3 separate regions of the Ovis aries genome follow, and regions 1 and 3 are each linked to region 2. Evidence: chromatin contacts called from public Hi-C data. All regions are on one chromosome and are shown on one strand. Each heading gives the region's core, a stretch centred on a gene start, on an enhancer-like site or on the middle of the called end of the contact. The rest is flanking DNA. Distances are from core to core; before and after follow the strand shown. Region 1 holds the start of MYO1E (myosin IE). Region 2 overlaps MYO1E (myosin IE). Region 3 holds the start of RNF111 (ring finger protein 111).

The links. Hi-C and Micro-C count contacts between places; a contact is called where the count stands out from the background.
Region 1: a contact with region 2 is called in a Hi-C map of hypothalamus, with 2.1 times the contacts expected there. The contact joins the promoter of MYO1E here to the enhancer-like site in region 2. A contact is called at or near these places in 4 of 16 Hi-C or Micro-C datasets (blood, hypothalamus, skin fibroblasts and 1 more).
Region 3: a Hi-C map of tail adipose tissue shows a contact between it and region 2, with 4 times the contacts expected there. The contact joins the promoter of RNF111 here to the enhancer-like site in region 2. A contact is called at or near these places in 5 of 16 Hi-C or Micro-C datasets (liver, muscle, omental adipose tissue and 1 more).

The regions. Positions count from the first base shown.
Region 1 is chr7:49,117,430-49,121,624 of ARS-UI_Ramb_v3.0, forward strand. It overlaps MYO1E (myosin IE), which reads left to right and starts at 1,260. Exons shown (of 28, transcript XM_004010559.5): 1 at 1,260-1,635. The coding sequence starts at 1,633.
Region 2 is chr7:49,321,210-49,325,201 of ARS-UI_Ramb_v3.0, forward strand. The region is part of intron 26 of MYO1E (myosin IE); the gene reads left to right. Among named protein-coding and RNA genes, the nearest start is that of CCNB2, 41 kb to the right of the region's middle. Within about 2 kb of position 2,417, at least 17 of the 54 cell types and tissues checked have an H3K27ac peak or open chromatin away from gene starts, as enhancers often do. A contact at or near this core is called in hypothalamus and tail adipose tissue, where this site is marked.
Region 3 is chr7:49,460,038-49,464,193 of ARS-UI_Ramb_v3.0, forward strand. RNF111 (ring finger protein 111) reads right to left here and starts at 2,299. Exons shown (of 15, transcript XM_060417856.1): 1 at 1,949-2,299; 2 at 1,363-1,419. The coding sequence starts at 1,367.

The DNA.
Region 1 (4,195 bases), core at 10-2,509, 200 kb before region 2:
AAGTTGTACTACCATCTCCAGAATATTTTCACCAATAAGGAAACACAGAACTATTAGCAATTATTCCCACACAGGACTGAGCGACTTTCACTTCATTTCACCTCTCTCCCCAGTCCCTGGAAATCAATGTTATCGATTTCTGCCTCTGTGGATTTTCTAATTTCATATAAATGGAATCATATAACATGGCGTCTTTTTTCCTGGATGCTTTCACTTAATATTGTCAAGGTTCATGTTGTAGCAGCACGTTGTTAGTACTTCCTTTTTAACAGCTGGATAATATTCTATTCTGTGGATATACTACATTTTGTTTACCCATTCCAGACAAGAGGATTTTTAACATCCCTTCCGACTCGAGGATCCTTTATTCAAGTGAAGGGTTACCCCCAAAGTTCATAAAGCAAATCACAGTGAATCATTATGCTTGGTAGTTTTTCTGCGCCCGGAAGTTTTCAAATCTTACCTACCATAGATCCAGAGAGGACTATCTTGTTATGACCCAGCATGTTTACTTCTGAACCCTGAAAACATCAGCTGCTCTAATTTATTTCAGGATTCTGCTTTCCCCCCCACCCCAATCGTCTCCTCACTGCCCACCCGATGCTTGATTGTAACTCAAATTGTCATCAGCAGATCTGTGCCGACTGAGATTGGGTGGGCGTCCTTCCCACGCCTCTCTCCCCTGTCCTTGGGCTTAGTGCACGTGCAATTTCTTCGCCATCAAAAACGCCCCTTCCTCTCCTCCCCCTTAAAAAGCCTTCCTTTGTTTTCCAAGGAAATTCAGGTGAAAGAAAGGGTGGGGGCAACGATATTTTTGACTTTCCTCACAATCCAGACGTTGGAAAGAAAAAGGATTTCCTTTGGGCTGCTGCCATGACTCTGATCTTTTATGCTGATAAAATATTTCCTTCTTCTTAAAAAAAAAAAAAAAAGAAGCTATGGGAAAAACATACACTTCAGCTACACTTACTCTAACTTTGGCGTTAAAAAAAAAAGTTTTCCAGTTTACTTCTCTTTCACAGAGTGGTTTTCTTCTTACCAGTTCAGGGATTGCAAGAGGGAGCGAGCCAGGTCAGCAGCGCTTTCTGGAGGCTGGCGTGGAGGAGGACTACAGGATCCAGAGGGCTTTGGAAACTCCAACAGCTACAAGCTTGTTGGCTACTACGGTTTCCCTGAGGAGTGACGCTGTAAAAACAAACCCTGATTGGTCAGGCCAGAGCTGAATTCTCCATTTATGGACAGATTGCCCTGCCCGAGTCGAGGCTCAGCCAGAGGAGTACGGAGTAAGTGGCCGAAGAAAGAGGAGCAAGGCAGGGCAGCTCGTGGGACGCGCGGAGAGCATTGCACTCACCTAGGCGGGGCGGCGAGCGCTGGGTCTGGGTGGACCCTGGTCCTCCGCAGTATGCGCCCCGCCTGCTAAGCAGCCTCCTGCTCGCCTTCACCTACCGCCGCCGATCCCGCCTGGATGGAGTCCCCCCAGGGTTCCCATTGGTTCTTGTGAGTCCTTGGGTTGTCGAGAGCCTGTTTTTGGCGAAGGGAACCAACTTCTGAAGTTCGCCCAGGAGACTGCGTTCCAGCCCCAGCTCCCCGGCAGCGGGACACGCCAGAGGCGCGATCGCGGCGCGAGTCACCATGGTGAGTTGGCCGCGCGGCGTCCCGGGACGCCGGACCCGGGGATGGGGCGGGAAGCCCGGGCGCGGGGCACCCACCTTGGGCGCGCTGCCGAGGCCGGGAGAGGAGAAGGTGGACGCCGGAGCCGGCACGTCGCGAGTCCTGATTTCCTGCCGCTTTTCCTCCACCCGGGCTCGGGGAGAGGGAGTGGGGGGCCAAGGAAAACTTTCTTTCAAGTCGCTTTCGGCGTCGCCAAACTTTTCGAGGCCGGTTGGCTATGGCTGCCAGCTGTCGGAAGCCGGGGAGATCCAAGTTCAGGGGCACGGCTCCCCGGGAGGGGATGGGCATCGCTTTCTCCCGGCTGGGAAGGTAGGAGCGGCCGCCCGCAGCACCGGCGCCACGGACCCCGCTCCTCCCCGGCCGCCCGGCAGCGCCGCAGTTGTCCCGCTGGCATCCGCGCGCCGGCGGGGGCGACGCGGCCGCACAAAGGCAGCCGGGCGCCAGGTAGGGCGAGCACCTGGCGGTGGGCAGGCGGCTGCGGGCGAGGGTGCCCCGGGCAGCTGAGAGCCGCGCCGGCCGGGAGGGTCTTGGCACCAAAAAGGCCGAGTAAACACCACCCTCCCTTTTCTCCAAGTGCGAGGTGGCTGGCACTTTTCGGGTGTACAGCAGACGGTTCGCAGAGGAGGAAGTCGAGTTTTTTGTTCTTTTTCCTTCGGTACTTGGGAAATTGATGGAAGTGGCTGGCTCTTTTTCTGACTCGTTTCTGACTTTTCCTCTACCCCACAATGTCCCGCCTGGACTACCCCGCCCCCCATAACCTTAGCCACAGCCCTTGGGGTTTGGCGTGGTGTGTACTTTTCTTTCCAAAGCACAAAAGCAAGGGCTCTATTTTGAAGAGATTGGCAGTCCATCAGCGGAGGGGAGGGGGGAAGTTTTACCCCAAGGCTTCATAGTTTCCACACTTGCTTCTTTTCAACTAATCTGACTTAGGACTCCGCTGGTCCTCTTCTGTTGTTGTTGTTTTTTTTTTTTTTTAAGTGACTGTGAAAGTGGCGCTAAGTAAAAATGATAACCCGTGCAGCACTAATTTAAAAATCTCTATCCTGCAGGAGCTGGGGGAAATTAGCAAAGGCACATAGAAACTTACAACTAAAAGGAGCACTTGATCCAGTGCTGTGTTTATTCAAAAGAATGATTAAAAGCAACCACACAAAAATCTTTAAAGGGGCACCCTTGACCAAAGCTTTTTGTTTTGTTTTGTTTTCACTTAGTCCAAAGTTATGTCACCCTTGTTTCTACCTAAGAGGGTACTTAATCTGTAAATAAAATTTCCCTTTCAGTTTTAGGATTTAAGAAGTCAGCCCACCCCACATTATTTTTGGAACCTTTATAGAGAACCAGTTACTTAAACTGTGTATTAGGGTGGAGATACCTAAACTGGGCCACAGCCTAATTGGCTACTTAAATTTAAGTACTTTAGAATTGCTATAATTATTTTCCATGGTTAAATATTTCCAAAAAAAGAAAAATCAATGTGTTTTATGTCAAGAGCTTGAAGAATCTTACTGAATTTAAATAGTTGAGTGGTACCTTGAGAAAATTAACTTTACCTTGTTGACTCATTTTTCATGCTGTAGAGGCTAAAAAGTACTGTGTGTGTGTGTTTAGTCACTCAACTGTGTCCCACTCTTTGTGACCCCATGGACCGTAGCCCACTTGCCAGGCTCCTATGTCCGTGGAATTCTCCAGGCAGGAATACTGGAGTGAGCAGCCAACCATTCCCTTCTTGAAGGCATCTTCCGGACCCAGGGACGGAACCTGCATTGCAGGTGGATTCTTTACTGTCTGAGTCACCTACTGTGGGATGCCTTTTCTAGGGACCTTGGAGACTCGTCGCTCAATTCAGTCCATTGCTGTTGAAGTAGGTGGATGGTGAAGTGGATGCAGAAGAAACATGCTCTAAGGAAGAGTTGTTTCCAGAGTGTGTAGGGTGTCAGTCGACAAGGATGGGGTCTGACTTACCTATTGATGCGTTCCCTGGCAACAGCACAGATGGCAGTACTATAGGGTGCCAGGAGACTATCAGTGCATCAGATACGGTTGCTGAGGCCACGATACCCTGACGGAAAAGTTGGAACAGCTGGCTGTCCTGAAATAGGAGCTGTGCCATCAGTCACTCCATCTACTGGATCTAGAATAATTTGGCAAAAATGAAATGAATCATTTCTTCACTGGTTTGCAAAATTAAGTCTGTGCACTAGATTTGTGAAGTTGCCTTAGAACAGAGCATAGGCAGCTTCAATAGTGAGAAACTTTAGCTATTATGTTTACTATTTATGTTAGACCCCCTTCCAGCTAAATGAGGCATTGATTTGTGTTTCACATCTGTCTGCCCAGCTGCATCCCTCAGCTGCTTAGAACAGGAAGAGAAGACATTGCCTCCAGTGGGTGTGGCTCTGTGTTAGGGAGAGTATAATTGACCAGGAGCTTGGCACCTGTACTGTGGATTTTCTCCCTCTCTCCCTCTCTCTCAGATATCTTAGGAAATCTGGTAGCACATTAGGAAGGCTCTCCACCTGTACCC
Region 2 (3,992 bases), core at 1,167-3,666:
ACAGATTTGATCCCTGGATCAGGAAGATCCCTTGGAGTAGGAAATGGCAACCCACTCTGGTATTCTTGCCTGGAAAATTCCATGGACAGAGGAGCCTGGCGGTCTACAGTCCAGGGGATTGCAGAGAGTTGGACACGACTGAGTGACTGAGCAGGCACATAGTATTTGCATATAACCTACGCACATTCTCCTGCGTACTTTAAGTCATCGCTGGGTGACCTGTAATACTGAATACAATGTAAATGTTATGGAAATAGTTGCCCTGCCCAGCAAATGCAAGTTTTGCTTTTCAGAACTTTCTGGAATTTTTTTCCCAAATATTTTCAACCTGCAGTTGATTGTATCTGCATCTGGGATGCAGAACTCCTGAGTGTGAAGGGTCGACTATACAGATTACACTGAAATGATGCGTCACATGGTAACAGCAAAGCTACTTTACACTAGGCCAGAGTTACATATAATGAAACAACCGGATTTGCTCCGTGATGTGGAGTTTTATAACTCCATACAAATCTGCACACAGAGAACCTTTATTATTGAAATGGCAATAGGAAAAATAACTTTGTTGTTTTGATTCAGAAATTCTTGCTCCAACCCCCATTATCCCAGTAACGCAGTTTTCAATCAGGTGAGGTTTAATTGGACTACAAATATCAAAATATGAGCACTACCAAAAACTACCTTGTTGTGGTTTAGTCGCTCAGTCGTGTCCAACTCTTTGAGCCTCTGTGGACTGTAGCCCGCCAGGCTCCTCTGTCTATAGGACTCTCCATGTAAGAGTACTGGAGTGCATTGCCATTTCCTTCTCCAGGGGATCTTCCCAACCCAGGGACTGAACCCGCATCTCTTGGGTCTCCTGCATTGGCAGGCAGATCCTTTACCGCTGAGCCAGCAGGGAAGCCCCATAAAATCCTGCATATTCGTTGTAAAATAAAACTAGTCTAAGTGCTTTCAGACGAGTAAACGTGAGTGACTATGAGGGACAGTGGTGTGCTCTGAGAGACTTTTCTAGTCTTTCCGACAGAGCTGTAACATTTGTTAGTTTCCCCTCTCTGTGTGGCCCGTTTCAAGCTACCAGGGTGACTCCCCCACTGGTTGCAGAGCTGGGAGGAGATGCAATCTCCCACCGTCATGTAGGCAGCAGACATTAATAGCATGGATAGATGTAAAATGTGGTAAAATAATTAGGGAGGGTTAAATTCTGAGTATTTGTTGCCGTTGCTTTTAATTTAACTTATTCAGTGAGATGTTTTTTATTTCATCTTTGTTGTTCAGTCACTCAGTCATGTCTGACTCTTCACAACCCCATGGACTGCAGCACGCCAGGCTTCCATGTCCTTCACTATCTCCTGGAGTTTGCTCAAACTCATGTCCATTGAGTCCAGCCATCTCATCCTCTTTCGCCCCCTTCCTCCTCATGCCCTCAATCATTCCCAGCATCAGGGTCTTTTCCAATGAGTCAGCTCTCTGAACCAAGTGGCCAAAGTATTGGAGCTTCAGCTTCAGCATCAGTCCTTCCACTGAATAGTCAGGGTTGATTTCCTTTAGGATGGACTGGTTTGATCTCCTTGCTGTCCAAGGGACTCTCAAGTCTTCAACACCACAGATTTCATCTTTAACGATTCTTTAACAACTGACCCACATAATTTCTGAAAGTGTGACAGCCTGCTCTCACAGGCTGGGTTGAAGCCAGTTCCTGCACACTGGGCACAAGGGTCTTGTTTGCTAGGTAAGAAAGTCTGAATCCCTTTTTCATGACTGTGAGAGGTGTCAATTTCTGGTAGCTGGTAGAAAGGAGCCGTCATCTCCTCGTTATTGACTGCACAGGATCGCCACCTAGTGGTGGAAAGAGATAGTCTGAGTTGAGTCCAAGCCAGCCAGGAAAATGGCTGTTCTGACTGATTTGTGTGATGGTTTCCAGGTCTGCACTGCAGTTAGTAAAGAGCCAGTGATCACCCCATCGGAGCAGGTGTCCTGTGTTCTGTGGTTGGTCTGACAGTAGAGATCTTAAAAGCACTCTGGAAAGCTGTCTTAGAATTAGGAAAAGGGCCTGGGCCATTGCCAGAATTCCCTCTTTTTAACCCATGAAGACAGATCCCTAAAGATGTGAAGTGATGGATCCAAGTCATGTGCCAGCCAGTGTCGGAACTGGGCCTCAAACCCAGTGCACCTACTCCGATTCAAGCCACAGTCCCTTATACTACTCCTGCAGGACGTGCAGATTGAGGCCACACAGTCTTCCTGGGCCTGACACCAGGTCCAGGGATGACTATGGTGAGAACAGACACCTCCATGGACTCTGCTGTCCTGCTAGGGAGACAGGTAGCCCAGGCCCCTGTCCCCAGTGCACCTACCCCCTGCTTAGAGCAGACACAGGCTACCAGAGGATGCTGCAGGGGCTGAAACAAGATCCAAAGGCTGAGTAGGAATTAGCAGTGCTCTGTGTGGGCCGGGGAGCATGGGGCCAGAAAAATCAGTGTGGCTGGAGCTCTGGGAGTCTGCCGCGTATGCATCACGCCATTCGCTGACGAAGCCAGCAGGAAATTCCAGGAACCCACGTCAGTGATCTCATGGGAGTGTCGTGAGGCTAAATGAAGCAACATTTGAAAATGCCCAGCATGGTATCTTTCCCAGAGCTCCAGGCAGGGGTTCCCAGACCACACCCCCTCTGCTGACACTCACAAGAAGAGCAAGGACATGCTTAGATGTGAGAATGGGGCAAAAGTGACTGGAGAGGAGGAGGGCTCACTTGGCGAAGGTGCTGCCTGACTGGACAGTTGTCCCCTTTCCTGGTTCCAGAGGCAGACAGTGGTGATCTTGGGATCGCCTAAACAGCCCCTTTCCTGATGCAAAATGCCGAGCTGTTCTCCACCCCCAGGTCCTTTCCCCATCAAGCACAGCCCACCTCGTCGATACTGCTGCTCCCCAGCAAACAGTGCCCCATTTCAGAGCTCTCTGGAATCTCCCCCTCCCAACTGTGGAGCACTGTGAGCCCCATTCAGCCAAGAGATACACGACCAGATGACCTTACACTGCATGACAGCTGTTGTCCAGGGCCTGGGACAATCAGGCCAATGTCCACTGTCCACGGGAACCCAATGCCTCAGTAATCCCTGAGGTTTTACTTTGATGACTTATTCTGAGGAAGTAGGCTCTGATGGCTTGGAATCAAAGACCACACAGTGGCTGTGTTCACACAGGTGTTTAAATGGTCTTCCATCCCCTCCTCCACTGTGTCCCAGTTCCTGGGTGGGACATCCAGCAGCTGCTTGTACACAAGCTGGCTGAGCTGACTCTGGGTATCAAGAGTGCACTGCAGAGCCCGGGGGGCCCATGCAATTTACTTATTTTAAAAATATTTTTTGTGCAAGTATCTTTGAAAGAAATATCTGTGTATGGCTGTGTGGGGTCTTTGCTGCTGTGCCGGCTTTCTCTAGCTGCAGAGAGCAGGGGCTACTCTCTAGTTGCCATGCACAGGCTTCTCGTTGCAGTGGCTTCACTTGTTGTGGAGCACCGGCTCTAGGGCATGAGGGCTTCAGGAATTATGGAGCACAGGCTCAGTGGCTGTGGCACTCTGGCTTAGCTGCCCAGCAGCATGTGGGATCTTCTCCGAACAGGAATCAAACCCGTGTCCCCTGCATTGCAAGGCAGATCCTTAACCACTGGACCACCAGGGAAGCCCCTTACTTTTTTACTTTTGAGTCAGCTTTCTTGAGATATAATTTACATACCATAACATCAACCCATTCAAAATACAGTTCACCAGCTTTTAGTATAGTCAGGGGTATACAACCATCATCATAATCTAATTTAGGAAGATTTGCGTTATCCCAGAGGGAAACCTTCTTCTCCTTAGCCGTCATCCCTCCCTCCCCTAGCCCTCAGCAACCACTAATCTACTTTCTGTCAGAATAGGTTAGTTTTTTCTGGACATTTCATGTAAATAGAATCATCCTTCTTTTGTTAAATTTATTCCTAAGTAATATTCTGTT
Region 3 (4,156 bases), core at 1,049-3,548, 140 kb after region 2:
CATAGAATGCTAATATCAAGTTATAATATTCTTTACATCATTTTTAGTAATGTCACTTCTTTTTTTCCTATTGAAATCCTAGTCACCAGAGGAAAAGTCAAAACAAGGACACCTGTAATTATACTCTAAGTAAAGCATGTTATAGAAACCCCTTTTTGACAAAATAATACAATAAACGTCTGAAAAAAACTAACTGGTTTGATTCAATCAAGTTTCTATTCCAGTTTACATTTTAAACTGAAAATAACTATTTAGAAATATCTGCTGATTATTCCTTCATTTTAAACAAGTAAATTGTTGACTTCTTATATTAAAGATCAGTATAGTTATTTTTCAACTACTTGCAGAAATTGAGTACTGATGTGAAACCTGTGAAGGTGAAACTTCCACTATGATGCATTCAAAACGAAATTATTTCTTACTTTATCTTTCTTCAAAAACCAACTCCAGTGAAGAACTAACATGCAAGTGACCGAAAGACACTAAGGGGGAAAGTGACAGAAAGATCCATACACATAAGATACAGCAACCCTGATAAACAAGAAGAGGCTCTACTCTTCCTAGTTTCCCTACAATATTATTCAGACCTATTCATAAATACCCTTGTCAGTTCTTAGAATACTAGTAGGAATTGTAGAGGCAAATAAATGCACAGGAGAGATGTCATTTGTCCAAGGTTAAAATGACAAGAGATGGACGAGAGTAAAACAAAGCAAGGCATTAAAAAATAATTAAGATTCTTTTCCGAGTGAAAGGGTTCTACTTGTTCTGTCTCATAAACACAACTAAACGCTATTGTTTGAAATGAAAAATAACTGCTTACACTGACATGAAAATTTTTACCAAAAACATACAGTAACAAAGTATCAAAATGTAGACTTTCACTCTAGTGAAATCAGTATTTTAAAACTTGTATGTGATATCCAAATCACATACTAACATTTGAAAGCAATGACAAAAAAAAAAAAAAAAACAGAAATGGGAAAGGAAATGGAACCTTAGTTATCTTTTTCCCAGTCTGTGCTTTTTGGTTAAAGAGATCCCTAAAACAAGAAAATTAAACATAAAACACCAAATGAAATAAAGTTTGGATTAAGTCAGGTACAAAAAGCGTTATGAACTATAAAATGAAATCTATGTCAGCTGGCATCTTATCTCCCCAGAGAGCTCTAAATTCATCCTGCACATAAATCAAGAAACAGGAAAGCATGCAATACAATGGAGTCACCCCACACTACAAACACGAACAAATTAAACGAACACCCTATACTTCCTGGTATTTTTTTAAATGTTAAAACTTAGACCTGAGTTAAGTTATCTGTAAAGATCTACTCTAACCTATTTAAGAACTATGTGACAAACCTCATTTCTGCAGCACAAATATTTCCACAACAACATTGCTACCGGCTCTGATAAACTCTGTAAAAAAAAAATAATGATAATAATAAAAATATTAAGCTTTTTTAATGGCCAGCCAACCAACTCTTTACAAAATCTGACGCGTCTGTATTTCTGCTGTTCTGCGGTCTACGTTTCCTTGATCACAGAAGGAGGCAACTCCCTAACCGTCAGGGCTGCCTTAGCGCCCTCCAACTCCCCGGGTGCGGGTTACCTTCATCACTCCATTGTCAAATCGCACTCCCACGCCTCAGTCCTCAGCCCCTGTCCTAAGACTCTAGAGAGTCAAAAAGGGGAAAGAAATCCCCTCACCCACCGTCCTTTACTGAGGAGGGTGGGTGTGTCTGTAGACGAACGCTCTGTCAAACACAATTAAATCTTCCGCGGAAACCTCGACCCTAAGCCACAACGGAGCCAGCAGTAACCGGCCGGCCGCCGACCCCAGCCTTCCGCGGCCGCAGCCCTTCCTCTTTCTCCCCTCCAGCCCGGCCCCTCCCCCGTTGCGCGCACGCGCGGCCTCCAATCGATCCCCTCCCCCCGGCCCCCTCACCTGAATCATTAGCCACCCTCTTCCCAGGCTCTGGGAATCGCTGGCCCAGGAAGGAAGACAGGAGATGTGAGCGGGGAAGAGGATGCGTCGAGAGCCAGTGATCTGCGCCTCAGATGTTGGCCTAAGAGGCCCCTACGGTCAAGAGCAGCGTCTGTCACCGCCACCAAAACTGTACCAGCGGCAGCGCCTGGTTCGGCCCAGCTGACCCGGCTTAGGGTCAGAATGCCTAATTTGGTCCCACGGGAACTCGTTCCCCGAAACTGCGGGCGTTTCTATGCTGCGCAGACCGAACACCTCGCCACCGTCGCCGCCACTGCTGCTGCTCTCCAGTCGCCGCCGCCTAACCAATCCCTCCTCTACCGAGGAAGCACGACACTCAAAGCTTTACGACAGTTCGCAAAGTGAGAGCGCAGTAGCCTTCAATCCTCCATTAACATCTGTTTGTTTCTGCGCTTGCTCAGATGCCTGTTTCTCACCGTCCGGCTCCCTCTTCGCTGGCCCTCCCCCTTTGTACTCGCCTTATCAGTCTGTTGCCGAAACCTAACGAAGTCCTAAAGCTCGTTTTATGTTCATTTTTGAAATGCGTTCAGTATTAAACAAAATATTGACTACATCTTGGTTGATTTTTTTCATAACTGAAAGTTACAACCACAGAATTAATAACTATACTTAAGGTAATGAACAAAAACGCCATGGTTTAGTCTGTCACAGCAAATGGTACTCAAATCATCCTTACCAATGAGATCATCACCGTTGAGGTGAATTTGCTTTCAAAATCAGATAAAAAATGGTAATAGATATCCTGGGAACTAACTGTACAATCATATACGTTTTCTTATTTTATAAAAATCAGGAGACAACAGATGCTTCATTACTTGCATTAATAGGCTGTAGGCAAAAGGGATGTAGGCCTTGGAATCAGTAAAACTTCCTTTCAAATTCCAGTGAGTGAACTTAGAGGTTTGGGGAAGGGGTTGGGAATAGGGATAGATGGGGCGTTTGGGGTTGACATGTACACAGCACTATCTGTAAAATGGATAACCAACAAGAACCTACTGAATAGCATAGGGAACTCTACTCAATATTCTGTAATAACCTATATGGAAAAAGAATCCATTCAGTTCAGTCACTCAGTCAAGTCCAACCCTGTGACCCCATGGACTGCAGCATGCCCAGCTTCCCTGCCCATCACCAACTCCTGGAGCTTGCTCAAACTCATGTCCATCAAGTAGGTGATGCCATCCAACAATCTCATCCTCTGTCATCCCCTTCTCCTGCCTTCAATCTTTCCCAGCATCAGGGTCTTTTCCAATGAGTCAGTTCTTTGCATCAGGTAGCAAAAGTATTGCAGTTTCAGCATCAGTCCTTCCAATGAATATTCAGGACTGATTTCTTTTAGGATTGACTGGTTTGATCTCCGTGCAGTCCAAGGAACTCTCAAGTCTTCTCCGACACTACAATTCAAAAGCATCAATTCTTCGCACTCAGCTTTCTTTATGGTACAACTCTCACATCCATACATGAGTATTAGAAAAACCATAGCTTTGACTAGATGGACCTTTGTTGGCAAAGTAATGTCTCTGTTTTTAAATATGCTGTCTAGGTTGGTCAAAGCTTTTCTTCCAAGGAGGCTGCAGTCACCATCTGCAGTGATTTTTGAAAATTAAAAAAAAAAAAATTCGGTGATGAAAATAGCAGGTGTCTAATTGATTTGAACTTTGTAAATCTGTCTCCAAAAAGAAAGGAAGGTCGGGGAGAAAAGAAAGAAAATGTCAATTATACCTCAAGTTTTAAAAATCAAAAGCAGGTTAAAAATTTTAAACTATGTTAGTAACTTATGTGATACTTCTGTTGCACAGTGCTAACTGGGATCCAGACCCATATGGCTGTTTACTGGTTATGTCTCACAGGCAATTCTAATGCATCTTGTCCAAAATAAATAAATGAATGTACATATATAGTGTTTAAATCTCATCCATCTCAGGTTTCACTGTCTCTTTCAATAGGACCAAGTTATCTAATGAGGAACATAATGGTCATATTTGATAACTCTCTGTTCCTCACTCCCTACCTCTAATCAGGCAGTAAGTACTTCCAATTCTGCCAATGAAACATTTCAAATATTGAAAATCCACCCATTCCTCTCTGTACTCTGTACCAGTTCAGGTCTTTCGTATATTTGGTATTATTCATTTGTATAACAAATAT